2 separate regions of the Sus scrofa genome follow, and region 1 is linked to region 2. The links are chromatin contacts, called in public Hi-C maps. All regions are on one chromosome and are shown on one strand. The core of a region is the stretch at or near the end of the contact, and the rest is flanking DNA. Distances in the headings are between cores, read along the strand shown.

Region 1 (6,057 bases), core at 1,017-3,516, 4.7 Mb after region 2:
CATAACTCACAAGACAAACGTCAAGTAGACTCTTTACAACCCATTCCTATCCAGACTCCAAACTTTCTCTTTGACTGTGTTGCTAGTATTTAGGCTACAGGACAGTGGGCACACATAATAAGAATATTGTATTTAATTTAGGTCAGAGAACAGGAGACATATAAGATCCAAAAATAATTTACTCATAGGCTATCTGGATAAACTGAGAGAAAATGCAGTGTAGAGGAGAAACAGCACATCAACAAAAATCATCGTGTTACCTTAACTTTAATAAGCTTCTGAGGGTTTCTTCTTCTACACCGGTTAACTTCAATGCTACGTCTGTTTTTGGGAGCTGCCATCCAAAAGACACTATCCAAAAGGCTGGAAATCGCCTTGCTTCCGTTGGTATCATTTGCTGGTTCTGTACATATAGCTGGACCTTGGACTGCCAATGCTGGTCCTACAAAATAAAACATGGAGATACAGAATCAGTTTCTAGTTTCTAAATGACTATTTACAGATATCACTCTCCTTAACAATCAACAGTGATATATCAACAGGCACATACATAGATAAAATATTACAGTCAACAGACATTTAACAGGAAACCTTAGCAGCCATTACAATATACTAAAGCTCATACATGAAGTCATTTTAAAGAACACAGAATTTTTCTTAGCAGCACCTGCTTAAATCAATCAGTGAAATTTTACCAAAAGTTTCTCGTCTTGTAATACAGAACTCAGGGGGTGAGTAGTAAACATGAAAAAAGTCTGAGAGGCACCCAACACAAGACCGAAAAAAAAATTTACTCAGTTGTCCACATTCTACTTGGTGGGCAGTACCTAGTTACTTTGCAAGGACATCTATGCTTTCCACTGGCCCTGAGATAAATGTTGACTGGTCCTTTATTAGATTCAAACTGCGTTAGCGCCTCTGTCCTGGCAGACACTTTAAGTCACTTAGCTCTTCATGATATTTAATCTTGATCCATGTCAATTCTCCAAGGAAAAGAACTAGCTCCTCATTCTTTGTAAGATATTAATTATTTAGGTGATCCCCAACGTTTCACTCTTGTTTTTCTAAATTGTTTATAAAACCAAAGAGATTCCTTCACCCTCTCCTGGCTAAATTCTTCAGACCTAAAATACTTCTTGATCTTAGAAACTTTTAAAAGTATACAAAGATGTCTAACACTTAACAACTGGTATTCCTTTTCAGTTTATCTAAAAGTATTGCTAAGCCCAGACAAGTGGTTAAGAGCACAGGCTCTGGACGGCCTGTGTCACTTTGGTTCCCTTCTGAGCCTACATCTGTAGAAAAGTGCAGACACCTAATGGGACAGTTGTGGAGATTTATCCCAGGAAGCACATATAAATTTTGACATACTACCTGGGTATTATCACTTCCATGTTCTGGATACCTTCAAAATCGAGGAGAATGTAAATGTGGAATCAATGACATCCAAGATGCTTCCATTTAAAAGTAGTTTCTGTTGGGAGTTCCCGTCTTGGGGCTGCAGACATGAATCCGACTAATATCCATGAGGATGTGGGTTCAATCCCTGGCCTCGCTCAGTGGGTCAAAATCCAGCACTGCAGTGAGCTGTGGTGTAGGTCCCAGATGCGGCTGGGATCCAGCATTGCTGTGGCTGTGGCGCAGGCCCGAAGCGGTAGCTCCGATTTGACCCCTAGCCTGGGAACTTCCGTACGCCTGGGGCTGAGGCCCTAAAAAGCAAAACTTAGTTGCCATGGGAAACAGAGGATCAGGATTCAACTGCACAGAGCTCAAACACCGGAAGGCAAATTGCTTTAGGAAGTGGAACGAAAGGAAAGACAAGAGGATCGAAACAGCAGCTCGGCGTGGTGCCAAGCTAATGCCCTTCAGCCCCTAGGCACGAATGGGACAAGTGCAGGGCCTTTTTCCTTTTTTGCAGGGGACTGGGGAGCAAAAATTGCTGTCTCTTGCTTCTAAGTAAATGAAGGTCCAGGACAATGTCCTCTACGCTCTGCGGGAGATCAGACCGCGGGAGGAGGGCAGAGCAGGAGCGGGGTCCACAACCATGCCTGGGGTCCCCGGGCCCAAACCGCTCTCCACGGAGGTTTTCTTTACCTACCCCAAGGATGAAGGGGAAGGCCTAGCCGGTTGTGCTGAAGCTTCCGTTGCAGTTGTTCCCACCAATTCCGGAGAAGTCCCCGGGCTGCGGGCCACGGCGGAACCACCAGCACCAGCATGGCGGACGCCATGTTGCTCGCCCAAAAACCACGCCCATCGGGCCGGGGGCCCACCCCTACCTCGAGCATGCGCACAGATCAGAGTCGGCCAACGTCTCGTTTAGAACTACAATGCCCAGCATGCCTCTGGAGCGGCTCTGATTCTTCTCCAATCAGAGAGAGAGAAAGGAAGGCGCGGGGAGGGGAAATGAGAAGAAACGGGCTTCAGTGCGCATGTGTGCGGCTGTGCCTTGGATCTTCGGGTAAAGATGGCGGAGCGTGGTTACAGCTTTTCGCTGACTACATTCAGGTAGGGAAGGGGTCTCCGAGGTCCTCCATGTAGCTGAGGTTGCAGGAGCTCAGCCGACCCGGTTTTTCCCATCCTGGTCTCTGGCCTGGTGCTTTCAGAAGGCCCAGGAGGGCTTGGGGGTGGAAATGCGACTTTGCAAAGTCATTTGCGGGGCCCTCCCGCGGCCTGGGGAGCATTGGTGTCGGGGGGCTGTGGGGACGCGAGTCCGGGGATCCCGGGCGACCTTGGCGCTGCGGGAGGTGGAGGCCCTCACCGAGGTGTTTTCTTTGGCTTTGGGCACTAGAAAAGGCAGCTTTGGGTTCGCTGTCTCTGAGTGTCCCGTTCAGAACTCACAGTTTTGGTTTTTTTTACCCAAGTAGGCCTGATTTCGGGAGCTTCCGGAGCGCGGAATCTTGGTCAAATCTATGGGGTTCCTTTTCTCGGAAAGGCCAACTTTCCAGTTTGGTCCGAGTCTTAGACTGCATTTGGCATTAATGTCTTTCGAAAGCTCTTCCCGCTTTCGGTTTCCTTGGTGCTCCCACCGGAAGTTTAAGGACTGAAAATGAAAGCGGTAATCTTTCTGCCCCCTGGTTTGAGGACTCCAAACTCCTCGGCTGCATTTGCGCTTTTTGGCTGTTGTATTGGGAGGGGGATTTTTTGTTTGTTTGTAGAAAGGTTGTAGGCCTTTTTTAGAGTAAATATATAAGTATATTTTTCAAAATAAATTTGAAATGAATTGTCATCATTTCCAGTGTAAGAAAATCATCATTGAAAGATTTAATAATCGAGCGGGGGAATGGTTCAGTTTGATCATTTTCCTATAGATCAGTGATGCCTCGTTTAACATATATTCTTATTTTGACTGCTGAAAGCAGGCGAGGTCTAACTTGTTGAGTACTTTATGTGGGTGCAGCTTACTGCATCTCTTTCTGCCTCCATGTGTGGTAAATGTTATCGCAGCGCTTTACAGATGAGCTAATTACCACCGCTCAGACCAATTAAATAACTCGTCCAGTGGTCATAGATGAATAGCTGAGTTAACGTTCCAGCCGAGTTTTTTTCTGACGACAAAATTAATACTTTACATTATTGTATGATGTCTTCTTAAAATACTGAAACACCTTCTTTTTAATAAAAGATCTTATCATATACAGAGATAGAAAACAGTATTTGCCAAGTAGTCACTGTTCATATTCATGAGCAGAACAAACCTGGACTTTTATCTGTAACGAAGAGTGATCCTAGGGGAGCTGAAACATAAAACAGCCGTTCGTTATCAGGGGCTGAATCTTTCTATGATAAGTTTCTTTATTAAAATACACTCTTGTTCTTTAACATGACGGTGCAGTTCTGTTTTAGTTAAAACATTTGTTTCTAGCCGGTTGTAATACCGTATTAGACTATTAATGATGGAAGTGACCAGAGACTGAACTATAGGCTGCAGGGGTGTTTTTGAAGATTACATTGAGTTGGGGATATTGATAATAAGCGAGTAAACAAATTGGTACCTACTAATGCACTCTGAAGAATGTTTTTTCCCGACTTAGGAATTTTTATCAAGAGAAGCAGAAAGAAGAAACATAACTTTAGATTGGATAGTCTGGGAAGGCCAGTGTTGGGGCTGATTTTGGGCACTGGAAGATGAAAGGGAGCCAACTATTTGAAGATTTAGGGGTAGAGTGAATTGTAGACAGAGGGAAAAAGCATGTATGAAAGTGCTGAGCTTGAACTCTTAAATTCATATAAGGCCAGTGAGTTAAGAGTGAGCAGGGAGGCAGCATGGGGCAGGGGCCATCTTCCAGGGCCCTGTAGGAGTTTTTATTGTAAGTGAACCAAGAAATTATTACAGGATTTAAGTGGAGAGAGAGGGGGTGACACAGTACAAAGATAACTGGCTAGGGGTATGGAAGTAAGAGTAGAAAAGAGGAAAACTAGTTAGAAGGCTTCTTCAGTTATCCCTGTGCTTTGGAGCCGAATACTGGCCTGATTGAATACAAAGTTGGTTGAGTAGCTCAGTGAGTGTGTATGTGTGATTACGGCAACAGAAGAAAAGGTAACTTTAAATTTACCTAATCTTTTAAAATGTCCCCAGAAGTATTTAAATTCGGTATTGAAGAATAACTGAAAGCTGGATGGGCCCAGAAGGTCATGATATGATTATTAAAATAATGACCATTAAAGGGGAAACAAGAACAGTTTAATTTTAAAGATTTAAATGTTTATCAGTGTTATTCTGCTCAGGTCACCTAATTTTGTCCTTTAATAGTTTTTAAACTGCTGGCCCTAGGCTTATTCCCTAAAGAGGTCTAGATGAGTGTCTGTCTGTTAGTCAAATGATTGTGGACTCCGGGTCCTAGGTTATGTGCTGAAGAACTGACTGAACCGAGCTTATGCTTTATAAGTAGTGCAAAAATAATTGAAGGATGATGAATCTTAGCCAGAGAGGAAGCATGAGACATTACAGGTCTGAGTGCATGGGATTCAGCCTGATCTGAGTGGTTAGGGCAGCTTCCCTGAGGACGGGCGTTTCTAAGGATGGCCAGAAAGAGTCCACCAGATAATGATGAAGTGCACTGCAGACAGTGGGATTAGCTTGTCCAAGAGTTTTTTTATTTCTAAGAGTAGTTGTGTATCTGGAGCAAGGTGGGATGGTGTGAGTTGAGTGACAGAGTATCTATAATTTTATGAAGATGAAACAGATGACCTTCTGAAATTCAAGACCATCTTTGCGGTAGTAGACTGGAGATAGACTGGTAGTAGACTAGCTGTGTGCCACTTTGGACAAATTGCTTTGATTCAAGGACTCTGTTTATATAATAGAAAGGTTGGTGATGTTTATGGTGATTGTTCTAACTCAACAACTAGATCAAATAAAGTATGACCTAAAAAGCCAGTTTGGGCCTAGCATTTGGCTACCAAACTCAAAAACCAATTAGGTTAAGTATAACCAGCTCATAGCTTCTAGAAGTAGCTCTGTGTTATATAACAAACACCTTGTTGCGACTAATATGGAGGTCTTATGTCTCAGGCCATGTCTACTTTACAAAATGTTTAACCCACACACATGGAATAATATGGTGTTACTTGGTATTTAACAGACACATACATGTTCTTGATAACATTACTATTGGGTGTTTACTCACTGCTGATTTTGTGCCAGGAACACAAGGCATCACTTCATTTAATCTTCACAACCTTTGAAATAAGTAAACTACCACTACTGTTACCCCATTTTACAGAAAACTGGGACACAGAGAGGTTAAGTAACTTGCCCAAAGTCACACAGTCGGTCAGTGGTGAAAGGCAACATAATGATGCTGCTTTAAGTGGCAGAAAAAAAAAAAAACAACCAAAGGAAAGAGATAAGAGCTTCACTATGAATGTGTTCAATACCTAGTAAACTTAGCTTCTGTTCAACTTCATGATAATTTTCAAATCCCAGCTATTCCTTGGTGCTTGGACTTGGCCTATATGTGTGGCCTTTCTCAGAGATGTTCTTATAATAAATACTTGAGAATGTGTGGATTTAGCGTATACCTTTGTTTCTTTTTAAGCCCATCTGGTAAACTTGTA
Region 2 (5,331 bases), core at 804-3,303:
CGGGAAGAGGGCATCCTAGGATATTTTGCAGGTCTTATTCCTCGCCTCCTAGGTGACATCATTTCCTTGTGGCTCTTTAACTCACTGGCCTACCTCATCAGTACCTATGCACTGGACAGTGGGGTTTCCACCATGAATGAAATTAGCTATTCCCAAGCTGTCACAGGATTTTTTGCCAGTATGTTGATGTATCCTTTTGTGCTTGTCTCTCACCTTATGGCTGTCAGCAACTGTGGGCTTGCTGGTGGACCCCCTCCTATTCCCCAATATATACTTCTTGGATAGATTGTTGGTGCATGCTACAAAAAGAGGGAAATATGAGCAAAGGAAATAGCTTGTTTTTCTGGAAGGTCCCCTTTGGGAAGACTTATTGTGACCTGAGAATGTTAATTTGAAGATGTGGGGCAGGGACAGTGACATTTCTATAGTCCCAGATGCACAGAATTATGGGAGAGAATGTTGATTTCTATACAGTGTGGTGCGCTTTTTAATCATTTAATCTTTGGAAAATGAAATTAATTAATTAATGAATTAACCTCTTAGCAGCTATTGCTGAATTCAGAGGTAGGAGGAAGGATGCTAGAATGTAAGCTCCACCAGAGAAACATTTTTCACTGATTTATTCCAAGTTCCTAGAAAGTGTCCAGCACATGATATGCATTCAATAAACCCTTGAATGAATGAATTCAGCAGCGCTTGACAGAACAGGGAAAAGAAGGAAAAATCAATTAGAATTCTGGGGCTAAACTGAGGGACAAGGAAGTTGAGAAACTTCTCAGTGACAAAACTGTGTATCTCAGGAAGGAGAGCTAGAAGTATAATTACTGGAAGTTATGGTGATCAAACCTACACTTCTAGGAGTTCCCATGGAGGTTCAGCAGTAAAGAGCCTGACTAGTATCCAAGAGCATGCAGGTTCCATCCCCGGCCTGCCTCAATGGATTAAGGATCCTGCATTGCCGTGAGCTGTGGTGTAGATCACAGACTCGGGTAGGATCTGGCATGGCTGTGGCGCAGGCCAGCAGCTTCATCTCTGATTCGACCCCTAGCCTGGGAACCTCCACATGTCTGGGGTGCGGCCCTAAAAAGACAAAAAACAAACAAAAACAAAAAACCCTACATTTCTAATATGACCCCAAGCTCATTGGCTTACTTGAACATGATCTTCATTTAGGTTAGATGGGATGTAAATTCTCTCTAGATTCCCCGAAATTCTCTAACTATGTAAAAATATTTCTTCCTGGATGCTGCTTGCACACACTCCTTGCTCTTTCTACACACAAATGACAGGAGGGAAGGGCTGGCAGAAAGAAGCCGGAAGGTAAGGGACCAGAGCTACAACCCAGGCAGCTCTAACACCGCAACTGCAGCACCTGTCCCAGTCTTCGGGCGTCCGTAAAGGAAAGGGAGATCTGTAAGATGACTTTAAGTCACAAAGTGGAGGAGAAACAAGAACAAGGTCAGGAGCTCATGTCCAACTCTCACAACTCTGGTTGCAGGCTATCCCTCTGGGGTGCCCCTGGCGCCAGCCGCGGAAATACGATCAAGTCTGGGTAAAGGTGGCCAGCTAAGGGAATGACAGCCAGGGGAGCTCTAGGTGTGTCCAAGTTGGACTGTCTCCCTCCAGGCAGGCAAAACGTGCCGCTCAAAGAGCATTACGTCAACCAGAACAACCCGGTTACCCCGGCCGCATTCCGCCCTCAATCCACTACTCCATTCCGCCCCACCCTCCCCGTCATCACACGCAAGCACACAAGAGGTCAGAGAGCGATGCCCGCCCTTCCCGGCACAACCTCGGTGTCGCACCTCTAACGGCCTGTCGTAAATACCCGGCAAGAGAGGCCCCGACAGGAAGGGCACGCACGCGGTACACCCTACCCTGCTAGCCGGCGTGCGCGCGCAGATCTCCGAAGCCGGCCCTAGAGACCGGGGCCAATGAGGCGCGGTGACGTCACTGCGTATCAGTCCGCCGGGCCGCACGTGGAGCCGCCAGAGGGCGGAGCTAGTTCGGTTGCACCAACGCCGGTACATAGGCGCGGACCGGCGTGTCCTTGGACCCAGAAAGCGGGACGTCCGGCCTGCGAGTGGTGGCTTGTCTGTTGAGCTCGGCGAAAGAACGGTGAGCCCTGGGTGCGGAGGCCACAGCGGGCGGGAAGCCAAGCCTTGAGGGCGCGCGCTTGCGAGGGCTGCGCGCGGGCGAACTGAGGCCGGGCGGGCCGGGAGTGGCGGCCCCGGACTGCGCCCGGCCACGAGCGGGTGGTCTCCGCTTTGAGCAGGGCCAGGACCCAGCTAGGTAATGGCGTGGTCTGGTCAAGGTCCTGAACGTTTAAAGATGACTTGGTTGTGAACCGTTGCGAGATGCTGGCCCTCGGGACGTCGGGGCTGTGGCAGTGACTGACAAGACTTCCTCCCGAGGGAGGGCGGGGGTGAGGGTGCTGCGCGCGGCGCCTCACGTCTGCTTTCCAAGAGAGCCAACTGCTTTTCCAGTAAATCTTCTTCTTCTGGCCACCTGTTGCGTTTCCTCTTCACCTGTTCAGGCACCTGGGAGACGTAGGTTTCATCCCAGTCTCCTTCAACCCGGCCTGGGTGAATGATCTCGTGGTCGCCCCTGAGACCCCAGGGACGGGGGACCTCGAAGCTTGCTGCTGCCCTCCCAACCCACAGCAAGGCGAAAGTTGGAATTTTTGGTGGTTTGGGTTTAATGTAATCACAGTTCAGCTTAATTAGCTTTGTGACTTTTTGTGACCTTGACCTCATCTTTTGGAATAGTTTTGAACTAGCATCCCACTTTGCTTGCTTGGGCTGTAACTTTTTCGAAGTTCTTCCAAATAGCGTTTTTGCTATAAAAAGTTTTTTCTGTTAAAGAGTCTATTGCAAGTGTAGCGAGTAAAGCATGGTTCAGCCTGGTACTTAGTGTAATAAGTTTGCAATGAATAAGTGACTGGAGTTGATCATTTGTTTCCACTGTATTTTTACTTGCAGAAAAATTAATAAGCTGAGTCTTTCATTTCTAGATTTTAAAATGGGTGATGTTGAGAAGGGCAAGAAGATTTTTGTTCAGAAGTGTGCCCAGTGCCACACTGTAGAAAAGGGAGGCAAGCACAAGACTGGTCCAAACCTCCATGGTCTCTTTGGGCGGAAGACAGGTCAGGCTCCTGGATTCTCTTACACAGATGCCAACAAGAACAAAGGTAAGAGGGGGACCCTCGTGAACAAACCCGAGCACAAATTGCAGGGATGTAACCTATGGTAAATGAACAGTTTTTTGGGAGTGCGACATACTTAATACTGCATCCGTCCTTGTTTAGGCATCACCTGGGGAGAGGAGACACTGATGGAGTACCTGGAGAATCCCAAGAAGTACATCCCTGGAACAAAAATGATCTTCGCTGGCATTAAGAAGAAGGGAGAAAGGGAAGACTTGATAGCTTATCTGAAAAAAGCTACTAATGAGTAAAAGTTGGCCACCGCCTTATTTATTACAAGACCGACATGTCTCATGACTTTTATATGTGTACCATATTTAAATTGATCTCATACTCTAGAATTCAGATCATGTATGGCTGATGGAATGTTTCTGTTGGATGGTCCTGATTTAAATAAGATTGGTTGGTGGCTAAATGAATATGGTCAGCTGTTTGAATTTTAATATTAATTCTAGTTCAACAAGTACTATCACTGTCTTTCCCTTCTACAGAGATGGTTAAACTTGAATGTGGAGTGTTAAACTTTTCAGGAAAATGGTGAATACCTTCTCAGAACCTATAGGAGATTGGTTTTATATTTAGATTTCTATAACTGGTTATATTAATATATTTAAATACTGAGAAGATCCCTTCACTGTCTCATAGAACAGAGCAAGATTCACCTGTGTTTCAAGTTGTGTTCACTAGCCTGTTAAGGCATGAGCCAATGGTAAACTGACAGTGTCCCCTTTATCTTTTTGGTCTTAACTATGCCAATTTCATTAGAATTACCTGTATCGAAAATACTGCCTTTTACTTACTGAAAGGTATTTTAGCGAGGTTTATGTACAGCATCAAGTAAAGAGTATTTAGCATTTCTCACATTTTATAGATGATCTTTAAGATCAGAGGCTTTTAAAATTCAGTGTGACGAGATATGTTAGCAGACTTTGCAGGTGAATTCTTACAAGGTCAGGCTGTTAGAATGCAGGATTGTCTTTTAAATAGGTAGTCAGAAACACAACTGTAGAACTACCGGATGTGTGTGATTGATAATGGTGCTTTTGCCAACTCATGGAAGGCTTAAAGTAGGGGAGCTGTACCGTCAGCACAGATCTGTAAATTATCTGGTCATAAAGCTTAAGAATTAAAAACAAAATCGCAGATCATGGTTTTTCCTCCGTGCTTGTTTTAATATCATACCAAAATGGTTGAAAAATACAGGAACCCAAAAGAAGCAGCAGCAGTGTTACTAGCCATAGTACCAGAGTGTGCTTACTTGGTCTAGGAGAGCCTGAACTAGAACAACACTTAGTAATCCATCCTTAAGGTTTCTTAAGGTAGAAGACTATGTTTACCTTTGTTTTGTTTTGTTGTTTTTAGGGCCGCACCCACAGCATATGGAAGTTCTCAGGCTAGGGGTTGAATTGGAGCTGCAGCCACCAGTACCACAGCCACAGCAATGCAGGATCATAGCTGAGTCTGCGACCTACACCACAGCTCACCTCAACGCCAGATCCCCAACCCACTGAGTGAAGCCAGGGATCAGACCTGCATCCTCATGGATACTAGTTGGGTTCGTTTCCACTGCACCACGACAGGAAACTACCAAGAATATGTTTCTGACCATAGTTTTGCAGTATGTGACAGTGTCTAGTTTATGTACTTAATTATTTCATACGTAATTTGTGCCATACACATTTAGTCCCTAGAGATTTTTTGGAGGCGGTGAGTTTGAACGAAGCCGTAAAGAAGGCTGAGAGAAATTTTCAGTGGGGGAGTCTGTACTCGTAGTGAGAGCCATCCCTTGTGGGACAGTGAGGACACTGGGAAGGAAGGGCTTTATTGTGTTGCGAGATGATTAGCTAGGCCTGTAAGACCTGGCGAAGCAATTTGTAACTTGAGAGCCTAACTTTCAATCATTGGAGAAATACGAGAAAGTAGTTTGGAAACACATGCAGAAACAATTTGAGGAAGCAAAGAAAGTGCGCTGTAATTCAGATAACGAGTCCTAGTCAGTGTTCATTATCTTATTTTGTTGCTTTTTAGGGCTGCACCCTCGGCATGTGGAGGTTCCCGGGGTAGGGGTTGAATCTTAGCTGTAGATGCTGGCCTATACCACAGCCATGGCAACGCTGGATCCTTAA

The links. A called contact is a pair of places that touch in the nucleus more often than the background predicts.
Region 1: a contact with region 2 is called in a Hi-C map of liver, with 10 times the contacts expected there. The contact joins the promoter of MRPL32 here to the promoter of CYCS in region 2. A contact is called at or near these places in 2 of 47 Hi-C or Micro-C datasets (alveolar macrophages and liver).

What each region holds. Positions count from the first base shown.
Region 1 is chr18:51,907,025-51,913,081 of Sscrofa11.1, forward strand. MRPL32 (39S ribosomal protein L32, mitochondrial) reads right to left here and starts at 2,267. Exons shown (of 3, transcript XM_021079164.1): 1 at 2,099-2,267; 2 at 261-442. The coding sequence starts at 2,228. It overlaps PSMA2 (proteasome subunit alpha type-2), which reads left to right and starts at 2,375. Exons shown (of 8, transcript XM_003360207.5): 1 at 2,375-2,505; 2 at 6,039-6,057. The coding sequence starts at 2,465.
Region 2 is chr18:47,167,868-47,173,198 of Sscrofa11.1, forward strand. CYCS (cytochrome c, somatic) reads left to right here and starts at 2,054. Exons shown (of 3, transcript NM_001129970.1): 1 at 2,054-2,118; 2 at 3,014-3,190; 3 at 3,308-4,345. The coding sequence starts at 3,022. The coding sequence ends at 3,456. It also overlaps the pseudogene LOC102165713.